2 separate regions of the Mus musculus genome follow, and region 2 is linked to region 1. Evidence: chromatin contacts called from public Hi-C data. All regions are on one chromosome and are shown on one strand. The core of a region is the stretch at or near the end of the contact, and the rest is flanking DNA. Distances in the headings are between cores, read along the strand shown. Region 1 has its middle 160 kb from the start of Gm23529. Region 2 overlaps Hdac9 (histone deacetylase 9).

The links. A called contact is a pair of places that touch in the nucleus more often than the background predicts.
Region 2: a contact with region 1 is called in a Hi-C map of cerebral cortex, with 6 times the contacts expected there. The contact joins two enhancer-like sites. A contact is called at or near these places in 1 of 39 promoter capture datasets (hippocampal neurons), 3 of 15 datasets of contacts at CTCF or cohesin (the NIH/3T3 cell line, pro-B cells and stem cell-derived epiblast-like cells), 30 of 484 Hi-C or Micro-C datasets (the 3T3-L1 cell line, 3T3-L1-derived adipocytes, the BV-2 cell line and 19 more), 1 of 115 datasets of contacts at active chromatin or transcription factors (PVALB interneurons) and 1 of 9 other capture datasets (embryonic stem cells).

Annotation. Positions count from the first base shown.
Region 1 is chr12:33,605,894-33,612,257 of GRCm38.p6, reverse strand. No RefSeq gene overlaps it. Among named protein-coding and RNA genes, the nearest start is that of Gm23529, 160 kb to the right of the region's middle. Within about 2 kb of position 3,842, at least 10 of the 459 cell types and tissues checked have an H3K27ac peak or open chromatin away from gene starts, as enhancers often do.
Region 2 is chr12:34,429,713-34,435,889 of GRCm38.p6, reverse strand. Hdac9 (histone deacetylase 9) reads left to right here. Exons shown (of 28, transcript NM_001271386.1): 6 at 2,659-2,809; 7 at 3,901-4,027. Among named protein-coding and RNA genes, the nearest start is that of Gm51984, 220 kb to the right of the region's middle. Within about 2 kb of position 2,774, at least 39 of the 459 cell types and tissues checked have an H3K27ac peak or open chromatin away from gene starts, as enhancers often do.

The DNA of each region.
Region 1 (6,364 bases), core at 2,593-5,092:
CAGGTGTGAGTGGGCCAGGCTCTGGGGGAAAGTTACCAGTGTGCATATTCAGAAAACTGTTGGTAGAATTAAATGGCAACCAGTGTGGCTTTAGGAGTGCAATCCTTGATTTCTTGCAAACTGCTGTTTTCTGTTTTTTGTTTGTTTGTTTGTTTGTTTTTTGTTTTTTGTTTTTTGTTTTTTGATGTCTTCAGTGAATCATGGAAGCCTCCATTTCCAAATCCACTATTAGCAAGGCAAGTATCCACTTCAGCTATCTCTGCCTCTTCTTTGGTATCTCACTGACTTCTTATTGTAAGTGCGGATACAAATACCCTGGGCTAGAGTTTGCATGTCCTACTAACATCAGAACCTAGACCTATGAATCCTCACCAACATGACCCTCCAAATGTGAGCTGAACAAAGATGAGCATGTCAGTATAGATGCAGGAAATCCCCACTAGGCCTCAACAATACACAAAGAACTATATGTAAATGTGCAAAAATGGGAGTGGGACAGGTGGTCTTCCCCAGGAGAAAGAGCACCAACTGGTTGTTCAGTGCCAGATCATCAGCCCAGAATACATACATACAAAAAACATTATCCAGACTGAGCAGATTGCACTTAGAAATATATATGATTATTCATATACACATGCAATAACAATTATGAAATCTTTTTTAAGACCATGAACTTCAAGAAGAGCGGGAAGAGGTATATGAGAGAGTTTGAAGGAAGGAAAGTAGGTAGAGAAATATTATAATTATAAACTCAAATTTTTTTTTAAATTCTAAGAATCAGAACCCATCTATTTTAAAGTAAACACTTTAGCACCTTTAATCACCCTTCAGCTTTCTGTTGTGTATGGTACCATGTTCCCAACATGGCATCAGAATAAGTACATGGTGCATTGGTCATAGGATCTACTTAGAACTGAGATTTTGCCAGCCACCATGCTTCCTGCCTCTTGGCTCTCTGGCGACAATAGCATAGAGTCCTCATGTGTGGCCACATCCAGTTGTTTTGCATCTCAATTGAGAAACTCCAGATTTAGCGCTTTGGAGATTCTATCACTTTTCAAGAAAGCAGTAAGCAAACTCTTTAGTGGACAGGAGATAAAGAGCTCATCTCTCAGGGGTAGTACAAATAGCTCAAAGACACCATGAAGGGTTCTTGTAGAGAACAGTCAGAACCTTACATTCTTAGCACAGTAGCAAGATATTAAAGGGCAAGTGGTGATATCCTGCCCCTAGAACTGTGGCCTCTCACAGACTCAAAGGCTTCCAGTAACTCCACATGACAATTCAGACTTTTAAGCTTCACATGTGATGGTCATTCTCGGCCACCTGCGAAGATCTCTTGTTGATGAAAATTAAGGCAAAGGGTAGCCAAAGCTGACAATTGGCCACGCGCTTACAATCTCTATCATTTATGTAAGATACCGACTGAAAGTAATCATACCCAAGTTCTCACAGGTTAGGATGGCAGGTTACAAAAGGAATACAATAGGAATGCACTCAAACTATGAGGTACTGAAGTTTGAATCTTACTTTTCCTTTTTAAAAAAATATTTATTATTATTGTACCTTTGTGTGTGTGTATGCACATGCTCTTGTGCCATGGTGGACAATGTCGGTACCATGGTATACATGCAAAGTTATCATGACATGCATGTGAATGTCTGGATATAACTTATGGAGTAATTTCTCTTCAGTTTTGGTGGATTCTGGGAACTGGGGGCAAGTCAGATTCACAGGGCATTTACAGCTGATCCATCTGGCTCATCCCTCTCTTGCTGCCTTAATTTAGATGAGTTACTTATTCTCTAAGAGGTGTTGTTTGGTCTTTGGGATGCAATAATAGCCTACAGGGTTCCTGGGAGGATTGCATGAGCTAATTTCTATAATGTTCCTAGCACTGTTTATTATACACATTTAAATCCGTACGTTAAATATTGCACACATGTCTCACAAATGTTTCTCTGCCATTTTCTCCTCTTCTGAACTCACAATATATCCAAATAGGAAGTGATGAGACACTAGGCATCTCCCTCCCCCACCCTAATACATAGTACACCAGAGTGAATACTGATTCAAGAGAAATTACAGTTCCTTTTGGGATTCTGAGTCTCATTACTAAAAAAATTTAGGAGTGAACTCAAACAGAAACTCAAAGACAATTTTATTAGAGCTTGAAGAGAAACAAAACCCGAGACAAGCAAGCAATGAACTTCAGCCATGGTTCAGCAAAGACTTGGGGATGAGGCAGGGATTTCCATGCCTGGTAAGTTGTCATGGGAGTTGGACACATAGTGGACAAGCAGCCACATGGCAGGGATACAGGCTAAAAGCAAGAATAATGAAGACCAACGTGCTTGAGGGAAAAATCCAAAGTGTTAAGGAAAGCATGCTATAATAGATGTAAAACATAATGAGAAATTACATAGCCCTGTGGCCCTGCAAACTACTGTACCAAGGGAAGGGTTCTTAGAGGGAAACTACAATATCTCTGTTCATGTAACTGTAAGAGGCCTGAGGAAGCTGCTCGTCTCACCTCTCTGGGAACTCTGGCAAGGTTTTCCAGGGCAGTTAGGAAGGGCAGGAGGCCCTGAAGGTCACCTGCCCAAGTGTATTCCTTTCTGTTGTCTCTGGTGCTGTAGCTTTGCTGTGGTCACATCTTTTAAAGGCTCATCTAAGGGCTTCACAGTGGAGGCTTCAAATCTTCAGTATAAAATACATTTATAAAACGATGTGGTTGTGTGTGTCTGACTTGCGTGTTGGGTTCTCCCCAAGACCACAAGGAACGCCTACCTTCATGGATTCCAGTCATCCAACAGTCACATCGTGGAAGCCAGTGGGCTTGCTTCTTTGGGTTGAGATGCTCAGAATAATGTAGAAGTGGTAGGTTCCCCTAACCCCTGCCCTGAGGTTGATTTTTTTTTTCTTTAAATCTGTTTTCTTTTTGCTATAAATAAAATGTACCTTTACTACATGTGAGTGTTCTGGCTGGTGTTGGCAATATGCAGCATGAAAAAATAATAAAAATATTGCCAATTTAACATCAAGCAGAAGTAAATTTTAAAATAACTGAGCGTTCTGAGAAAGCTGCTTTTTGTTTTTCTAACCCGGACACTGAAGTCTGCAAGGAGTGAACCACACCCTCGGAGGCTGCCTCAGGTTTACAGACGACCCAGTGTGTGGTCAAGACCTGTAGACTCACAGTTGAAAGTTCATAGCAGGGATGGGATTCACAAACCAGTGGCTCTTTGGGATTAAATTGAAGCCCTCCTCTGGCCAGTGTTCCAAGCTGTCATTCTCTGGAACGTGCACTGGGGTAGGGACTTGTAATCTCCACACATTTTTTCCAGTCTCAAGGACTCTGAGTTTTAAACAAATATTAATGCTTCGATTTCTTTGCTATGGAAAGACTTGAGGGAAGCTTTAGGAGCCTTGCCCGCCAATTTCATGGTGAGAGAGAAGTAACTACCTGACCAGCAGACAAAGAAGGCCAAAGGCACACCAAACCACAGAGTGAAAAGCCCAGTTTGCCAGAACTGTGGCTGAGTTGAAGTGGATTTGGCCCTAAGTATATTAATTCCAGACAGCCGGTGGTCTGAAACAGAAAAGGCAAAAGTAAGCAAACCAATTGGTACAGGAATAAGCTTTTTTCCTTCCCCATCGCATTTCATACGCATCTCCCTCACATGTGCCTCTCTTTTTCCCACACAGCAGTCAGGAAAAAAAAAAAAAGAAAGAAAGAAAGAAAGAGCGTTGCAGGTGGAGTCACCAAGGTCCTGCTGCTCTGGCCAAAGACATCATGTGTCTGGCAGAGCTCTGCAAAGTTTCATGGGTCCTCTGGTCACATGAGAGCCCTGTGTTCTTCTAAGCGATCTGATCCCCTTCCAGTTTCCATTTTACTAAGCAAACCTGTGTGCTCCCCATAGCAAGGCAGTAAACTCCCAGAGACTGCCCGGCAAGTTTTAAAGAGTCAAGCAGAGGTGCTGGCCACATCCACACTTGGCTCTTTTCTTTTGGAAATGTTAAATTTAACTTGGTTTGATTTTTATCTGTTCCACTTGGGCAAGGGAATAAAAGCAAAATAATAACCAACCCTTTAAGTCAAGAATTCCACATTCATGTACACTTGTGTTATCTCCCTATTTTAGAGGAAAAGGGGGGAGATAGAAACACTGATTTTTTTTTAAAGTTTTGTGAAGCATATAGATTTTTCTTTTTAAAGAATTGCATGGAATGCTGGAGCGCTCCCTCTAGCTGTCTTACTTGGTAATGAACATCATGATAATCAAAACAAAACCCCCGTTTCTCCAATATAGGCTAATGTTTATATAACCTTGAAAAAATGCTTTGAATATTAGCAATAAGATTTATGTAGTGTTACTGAATGTCTATTGTTTGGATAAGGGGTTTTTTAAATTTTTAGACCAATGTAGAGGAAGACATGATGAGGGAGATAATGGTGGTGTGTGTGGATAATTCCCGGTGATAGTGGGAATTATCATTTAAAGCACTAAACTAAGAGTTTATCTAATGATTTGGGATGAAACTCTATCATCTTTAACAATACTGGGAAAACTAAGACCCAAAGATTGCATTTCACACTTAATTCATATTAATTGTTGTGTGTTCATCCAAAAAGGGAAAGTTAAAAAATAATGGGCCAGCTTGAGGTCTGTAGTTTTAGCCCTTGGACACACATAGTAGAAGGAGAGAACATATGTGTGAAAGTTGTTCTACAGCTTACATACACACAAAGCAAAATGTGTGTTCCCCACACTTCTCTGAAACTGACATGCACTGCTAATTTACCCAGGAATATACTTTTTTTTCTTATATTCCATTATGTTTTTATATGTAAAATCTTACACAGTTTTGTTTTTATTTCTTTTTTTCTCCCTGTTGACTGTACTGAAATAACCGGGCAAACACAATTTAAATGGGAAAGGGTTTGGCTTACAACTTCAGGTTATAACCCATCCAGGCAGGCACATCACAATAGAAAGAAGTTTGAGGGAACAGCAAGGAATTTACGCCTCAATACTAGGACTCAGGCCACTTTCTCCATTCTTAAATGATCCAGGATCCCTCTGCAGCGAATCATGACCCTAACAGTGGCTAGAGTCTTCCTTCTAATGGAAATGATCCCCCACAAATCTCACATGCCATTCCATCTCCACAGTCTCTCATTGAGCCTCTGCTCAGGCGATCTTAGACTGTAGCAAAATGACAATCTTTACCACCCATCCACTCATATTAAAAGAAAATGGAAACATTGATATAAATAAGTCTAAATTATTTCAAAATGTATCAAATGTGATAGTCTGATAGTGTTTTTTTTAATCCCCTGTGAAGTGGGACCCTCACAAGGATGTGATGGACAAGTCTTTGCTACTTCTAATGGGTGGTCTTCTAAGACCAGGACTAAGGAATACTAAACCAGGACAGAAATGCTATAAGGAATAAATTAAACTTAGGTTACATGTGCCATTGATAATGACAAACAAAAGTTGTGTTAGTGGTTGTTGCAGATGGAGTGTAAAATGTCTCTTTTCTTATGTTTTTATTACTTAAAATATTTTTACATTTAAACTTATCTTGATCATATTGGTCCCCCTCTAAGTTGTTCCAGATCCTCTCATCTTCCCCTACCAACCCAAATTTTAAGTTTTCTCAGTAAACAAACAACAAAAATATAACAGCAAGTCCCCAAAAAGAAAAAAATACAAAATATGACCACCTCCACCAAAAATATCACAAAACTATAACCAAACACAAACACACAGTAAGGTATGGAGGTTTTAATATGATGGTCAGCGATGTCTGGGCACGAGGCCTGTCTCGGAGCTGTTGATTTACCCAATCTCAAACTATTAGAGAAACTGAATGTCTCTCTCTCATCAGGTATAAGTAACAGTCACTTGTTAACCTTTCCCCTAGTGGCTAGGGTTTCATTCATTTCTTCATTCATTCATTCATTCATTTGAAATGTAACAAAAATGTAATGGGATAAAATAAAAACCACAGTATCGAAGTTGGTCGAGCCAAACCAACCTGAGAGAAAGAGCTCAAGAGACAACTGGAGAATCAGAGACCTTCTTGCTTGCTTACTTGGGGGTACCATGAAAGCACAAAACTGGAAGTCATGGCATAAGCAACAAGGACCTAGTACAGATTTTCCAGGTCCCTGTGCGTGCTGCTCCAGTCTCTGTGAGTTCATCTGAGCTTTGTCCATGTTGACTTAGAAGGTCTTGTTCTCTTGGTGTCTTCCATCTCTTCTGGCTCTTACACTTTTTCTACTCTACCTCCTCTTCCTCCTCAGGGTTCCTTGAGCTCCGAAGGAGAAATTTTTATGGCGACATCCTATTTA
Region 2 (6,177 bases), core at 1,525-4,024, 820 kb before region 1:
TTTTATATTATTGCTCTATTACACAGCTTAAAAACAAGATTGAAGGGTTCTGTATGTGTGTTTCCAATGAAGTCATTGTCTCATAATTATATTTATATGAGTATCATTCACTTAGTTTGTACATTTATTTTTGAATAAATGCCAAAGTGTTATTTCAGTTTGACCCTTGAAACGGTAATAGAGGCATTGATGTCTAGATCTCTTTCTTCAGCCCTCTTAGGCATGTTAACAGAGCAATGAGGCATGAGTCGGGTTTACATTCTTCACTTTGCTTCGAGAACTGAATGGCTACATGGCTCATTTTCTTGTGTGTGCAAGTCCTCTGCCACATGTATTGAGACCTGCTGATAAGCAAGTTGCATTGCTCAGCTTTAGATTTCTCCTTTTCATTAATGTCTGGTGCCTTTCTTACTGCTAGAGTCAATTGTGAGTAATTTATTATTTGACTTCACCCAGAACCTAAGAGTAGGAAATGGCTTTTATGGCACAAACAAAATGATATGACAGGTTGATTGACATCTGGAGAGACGTTGGAAAAGAGGCACTTCAAGAGAATAAGGATTATAAGATGGTGAAAGGAGTTTTATAAAGACACTATTCCTAAGTAGTACATTATTTTGTAAGGAGTTGGAGTCATGTTTCCATGTTCCTTTTAAGATTGGGAAGTTCTATACTTCCTTAGCCTTTCTGTGTGGCTCTGTCACTGTCATATGGGTAGGTCTAAGGGTCAATGCTTTTAACTTTCATTTGGATTTGCTTGCACGAGGAAGGCTATATACCATGCTTTAACAGCATTGCTTTGAACTCTGACACTCGTTCTCATCAGCACTTGCTTCCTTCCATCCTGGTATATTGGTTCTCCCCTAGTCAACTAGGCAGAGGGAAACAGTGTGACTTTGCAAAGCCACATAGAAGGTAACTAGAATGTAGACACTCAAAACTGTGTTGTCTTCCCCTGTCAGCTGGCAAAGCTCCGCAGTCCCCATGCTACACAAAGGCTAAAATGTCTGGAAATAAACGTAATGTTTTATTCATTTTAATTTTTAGATAGGCCTCATTTTATCTTGGCTAAACGTTGTGGCTAAGGTCATGAGTATGTGTGATTTTCCATTCCTAGAAGGAATTAGAGTTCAATTGCAGTGAAGCTTTGGATAAAGCATTAAATCAATTTGAACCATCAGTATTGCTATAGACTTGACATTAAAAAAGAATTTAAACATAACTATGAATTCCTAAGTAACAGTGGGTATTTGAGAATATTAAATGCGTGTAAATAAAAACAAAACACCACGATTTTCAGATGTAACATGAAGAATAAACAGAAGAACTCCCCATTATGTACGTGAGTTTGGGTCAGGCTCTTGCAGTTGGCATAAAAAGTTACCTTCTTGGGGCTCCAAAGAAACAACAAGAAGGTCCTGACAACACTCTACACAGCCTTTCATTTTTGTTCTGTTTTGTTCTATTATTTGCTATAAAATAGAGGTTTTTAGTTGTCTCATATTCAAAGGATAAATTATACTTTAGTTAGTATTAAGTTATAAATAGTAATAATTGAAATTGTATCATTCAAAACTAAAAAAAATGTATTAATTATGAACCTGATCCAAGGGAAATTATTGTTTGTCTTACTTTAATGAACAGAAGTTCTTTGTAGCCTTAGTATCTTGTCAAAGCTCAGACCAGCAGTGCCAGAGGCTAAGTAGGGCTCCAGTCTTCTGTTGTTCACTGGGTACATTTGCTTTTCTTGAGATACATGCATACATACAGGTAGGTAGGTAGATGATAGATAGATAGATAGATAGATAGATAGATAGATAGATAGATAGATAGATAGATAGATAGATAGATTATATATATTCTGATATAGATTATATATATTCTAGGTCTGTAGGGAAGGTGATATCTTTAAAAGGTCATAACAAATAACCTCATATTTTTGTTATAAATGGTTTGAAGTAAATTCAGAGAATTCAGAAAACCAAATACCAGTCCATGGAAGAACAGTTTGTGGAAGTGATTTCATTTGCAACTGTGTTTCTACTCCTGAAGTTTTCCTGTGTTAGATGACCGTTCTGAAGCCTCTGTATTTTCTAGAGTCATATATGGTTATGTAGATTACCTTACTCTAATAAGAACTGTCTCTATGAGGTGGTAAAGGTCTTAGTGCTTGTTCTAGTTCAGGTAGACTTTCCCCAAATTACCTCGCACCTTACCATTTCTGTTCACTTGAGCTTTATGCTATAGCTCAGGGTAAGAACTGATTACTTCAGTAGTCTATTTATAGTGTGACAGACTTTGTGTAATAGACACGTGGGCCGTCTCTGTCTTGGTATGTTCCTGCATTTTGTAAGTACACAGGGAAGGAAACTAAAGGTTCAAGCCAACAGCATTCAGATGACTGTGGGGACTTGGTAATGTTTGTTGATAGGGAGACACAAGGAATGGAATCATCTAAAAACCTTGCTTGGTTTAGATATAAAAACCATCATGACTTTAGTTTCCTGTCTTCATATTTCAATCATTAAAAGGTGGTTGAAGCACAAACTAAATACTTTCAAGTTCCAAAAGCTGATTAACATTGCAATTTGGGGCAGTGAGTGATGACTTTGAACCTTAAAGAAATTGCACACTCTCATGTCTTTCTCTTCTCGCAAGTTACAACAGGAACTTCTAGCCATAAAACAACAGCAAGAACTCCTAGAAAAGGAGCAGAAACTGGAGCAGCAGAGGCAAGAACAGGAAGTAGAGAGGCATCGCAGAGAGCAGCAGCTTCCTCCTCTCAGAGGCAAAGATAGAGGACGAGAAAGTAAGAGGCACCAGGGTAACAGACACACTGTCTTCTGCATCTTTAGCTGACCGTCGCAAGGAACCTGATAAATAATGAAAAATAAACTTGCCAAAAATGTCCTTGTCTAATGGAAAGAATAACGTATAGACTAAAGTGCCTGTTCACATTAGCTCTGCAGAGTTTAATGAGAAATAAACACAGCATTGGCAGAGACACAGACTGGTTCATTGGGCTTTGAAAGTAAAATCGTGCTGAAGCGACCGAGTGTAAGACTGCCTGTTTACTAGTAATAAAGTAATATCTATGTGTTTTCAGTTCTTCCTTCTTTCTGCCTAGGCAGACACTGTTCTGAGCATCAGGGTGTGCCTCAGTTCTGTATTGGTGTACTTAGACTCTGGAAAGACTCAAGGCAGAGCACTTGCAAACTATCGATCCACAAGAGGGAGACAGATCCAAATGATTGCCCTCTCTCCAGGCAGTTCAGGCTCAGGCATTGCAAAGTTTAAAGTGTGGTGATTTGAACTGAAATTACCAACGAAATTTATTTGTTTAGTACTCAAATGAATTCTAAGACAATGTTGAATTTATAGACAAGAAACTTAGGAGATCATTTTAATGTATTGTAGCTATCTGCAACATTCCCCAAGATCCCTAATTTTAGAAAGATAAAATAATATTAAAAACTAGTGTTTTGTTCCTATTCATGCATCCACTTTTGTAAGTGTTGGGGATTGAACATAGAGCCCCAGAAAGAGCAAAATAAAAAAATTGGCAAGCCGTGTGCCATTAAGACAGCCCCGACTGTCAGCAGTCTTCTCTTTAGATTTAAAGACAGATTGATGATAGTTAGCTGAATTCCCTTCCTATAAAAACGATCAAAGAAATCATTGAAGGTATTTTTGAGGGAAAAAAAAAGTAACATAAGGAACAGTTAAAAGATAGACTTCTTCCACTGTCTAAAGCCTGTGTAGATTTTTTTTTCTTTTAATAGGAAAGCACCATATGCTGTGGCCAGTGATATTTCTTCATAACCTTTGTTGAGCATTCTTGAGTGGCGAGAGGAAGTAACTCACAGTCAGTGTCTGTGTCCCTGTGTGTGTGTGTTGCAGGGGCAGTGGCAAGCACAGAGGTTAAGCAGAAGCTTCAAGAATTCCTGTTGAGTAAATCAGCAACAAAAGACACTCCAACCAATGGAAAGAATCATTCCGTGGGCCGCCATCCCAAGCTCTGGTACACGTATGTTCTGTGTTTGGCTGTTCTTATCCTGGGGGGTTGAGAGCACACAAGTTCTTTCTCTCTGTCTGAACTGGGCAAAAATTCTGGGCCTGCCACTTCTCAGTTGTGTAGCCACAAGTTTCTGGAAATCTCTAAATATCAGCTTTCTTCTCCACAAAAAGGAGTACAACAGTGCCTACCTCTAGAGTTGCTAATAAGGTCTTAAGGAAAACAAACAAACAAACAAACAAACAAAAAACATTACAAAGTAAATAGGAGCAAGCAGTGCTCAGTAATGGTTAGCATTTACCACTGTGAGGGCAGAGAAGATCCTCTTCTTTGTTGAATGAACAAGTGGAATCCGGGAGGACCCAGAGATGGTTTTGAATCCTCATCTAGTACATCTGATATCAGTGCAGAATTTATAAATGTTTAGCAGATTATGGCTTTATTTCATTTCATTTGGCTTAATATAAAATGGAAACTAGAGCTATTTTGAGAAATTCAGACTGTTTTTTTTTTCTATTGTTTTTAAAGAAGAAGAGAAGGGGATGAAGGTAAGGGAGGAAGAACTATAAACAAGCCTAAGCCTTCGCTAACTCCTCCAGGCCCTCCCTGCTGTAGCTCACTTCTTTCCACCAGTGAAATAAGAGTCTGACTGCTGAGATACAGACAGACAACAAGATACATGGTGTTCTTGGAGCTTTTATGGGACCTCGTTTCCCCAACTTCATCAGAGATATTATATAAAATGCCATTCTTTCCTCTGTGAGATAGGAATAATGTGTTTTTCCTCTCAGAATCAGATCAAAGACTAGATATACAAATAATGTTTGATAATAGGCTACTGGATAATGGATTCAGTTCTCACATAAACGTGTTTGTTGAATGGCCTTAAAATTCTGTGTGAATATATATTTCAGTCCCTTGTATCAAGGACAGAAAGTCAATACTAATTATTTTATGGAATTTGTAAGCATGCCAAGTTTCAAAGAACAGTTGCTCCACTTCTGAGTCTGTTGTGTAGGTGACTACTCTCTTGTTCATTTAAAACTGAGGTAACAAGCAGACTTCAAAATATTCCAGACATCTAAACAATTGTGTCCTTTGTATCAGTTGGCCTGAGAAACCAGTCAGTATCACAAATTATCTGAAATATATAAGATTGTGTTACCTAAAACTGTCTACGTGATACCTGACTGATTCATAATGCTTTCAGAGTTAGCAGATTTAAAGAAAAGTCTCTAGTGAGAAACAACTATTAGGAAATAATTCATCTGTGGGGAATTCTTCAGCAGTTCCCTTGAGTATATTAGACATGGTTCCTCATGTCAGTAGTGATCATGGAATATAATTCCAGCTAACCATAAATCATTAATTTTAGCAATTGACTATGCGGCTCTGGGCAATTTTTTTGAATTCTCAACGGAGCGGTCTCCCTCTGCATACAAAGGGGATAGGGACACATTTCGATGCTTTACCAGTTACCAGTATGTGAAATGATCTTCAATAAGTTCATTGTTGAGAGTATTTCTCAAATAAAATCTGTGGTGGATCAGTCAGTGTGGCAGTGGCCCTGTGGCCTGGGAACTTTCTCCATTATATATAACAAGTGTGGTGTTTGTACACACTGGATCCTGTGAGTTCAGTCCTCTGAAGCCTTCTCCGATAGCACAATTGCTTCTTTTCAATGAATTCCTCCAAGGAAGAGCACAGACTTTTTAGGAGTTGGTTTTATATGGAAGGAGAATTTGCTTTCCTTCCCACACATCTGGAGTGCCCATGGGAGTCAGGACTCTGAGACTTCCGGAGCTGTTGTCTTTTTAGTGCAAAGATCATCCTCGTGGACTTGGCTATTGCTATGTGGAGTACCGAGGTCTTTGGATGTCCTCACTTTTGCTGTGGCTGTTCTATAGTGCTGATTCCAAAAGATCCAAACAGTAGCTTTTTGTTGTTGTTGGTAAGGTATTTGAGATCACATACATAGTAATTTCAAATTATAGAAATCTCAATCCTTACTTCTAACTCGATGAAGTTTTCCACATGACTGAGTGACCGAATGTAAGGTGCACAGTACTAGGCCTCCTGCACCGCTCCATATTTTGCTACAGTGAACTTGCATGCATGAGGCTGTGGTTTGGATGCGCAACAAGGGAAGGACATAAATGCAG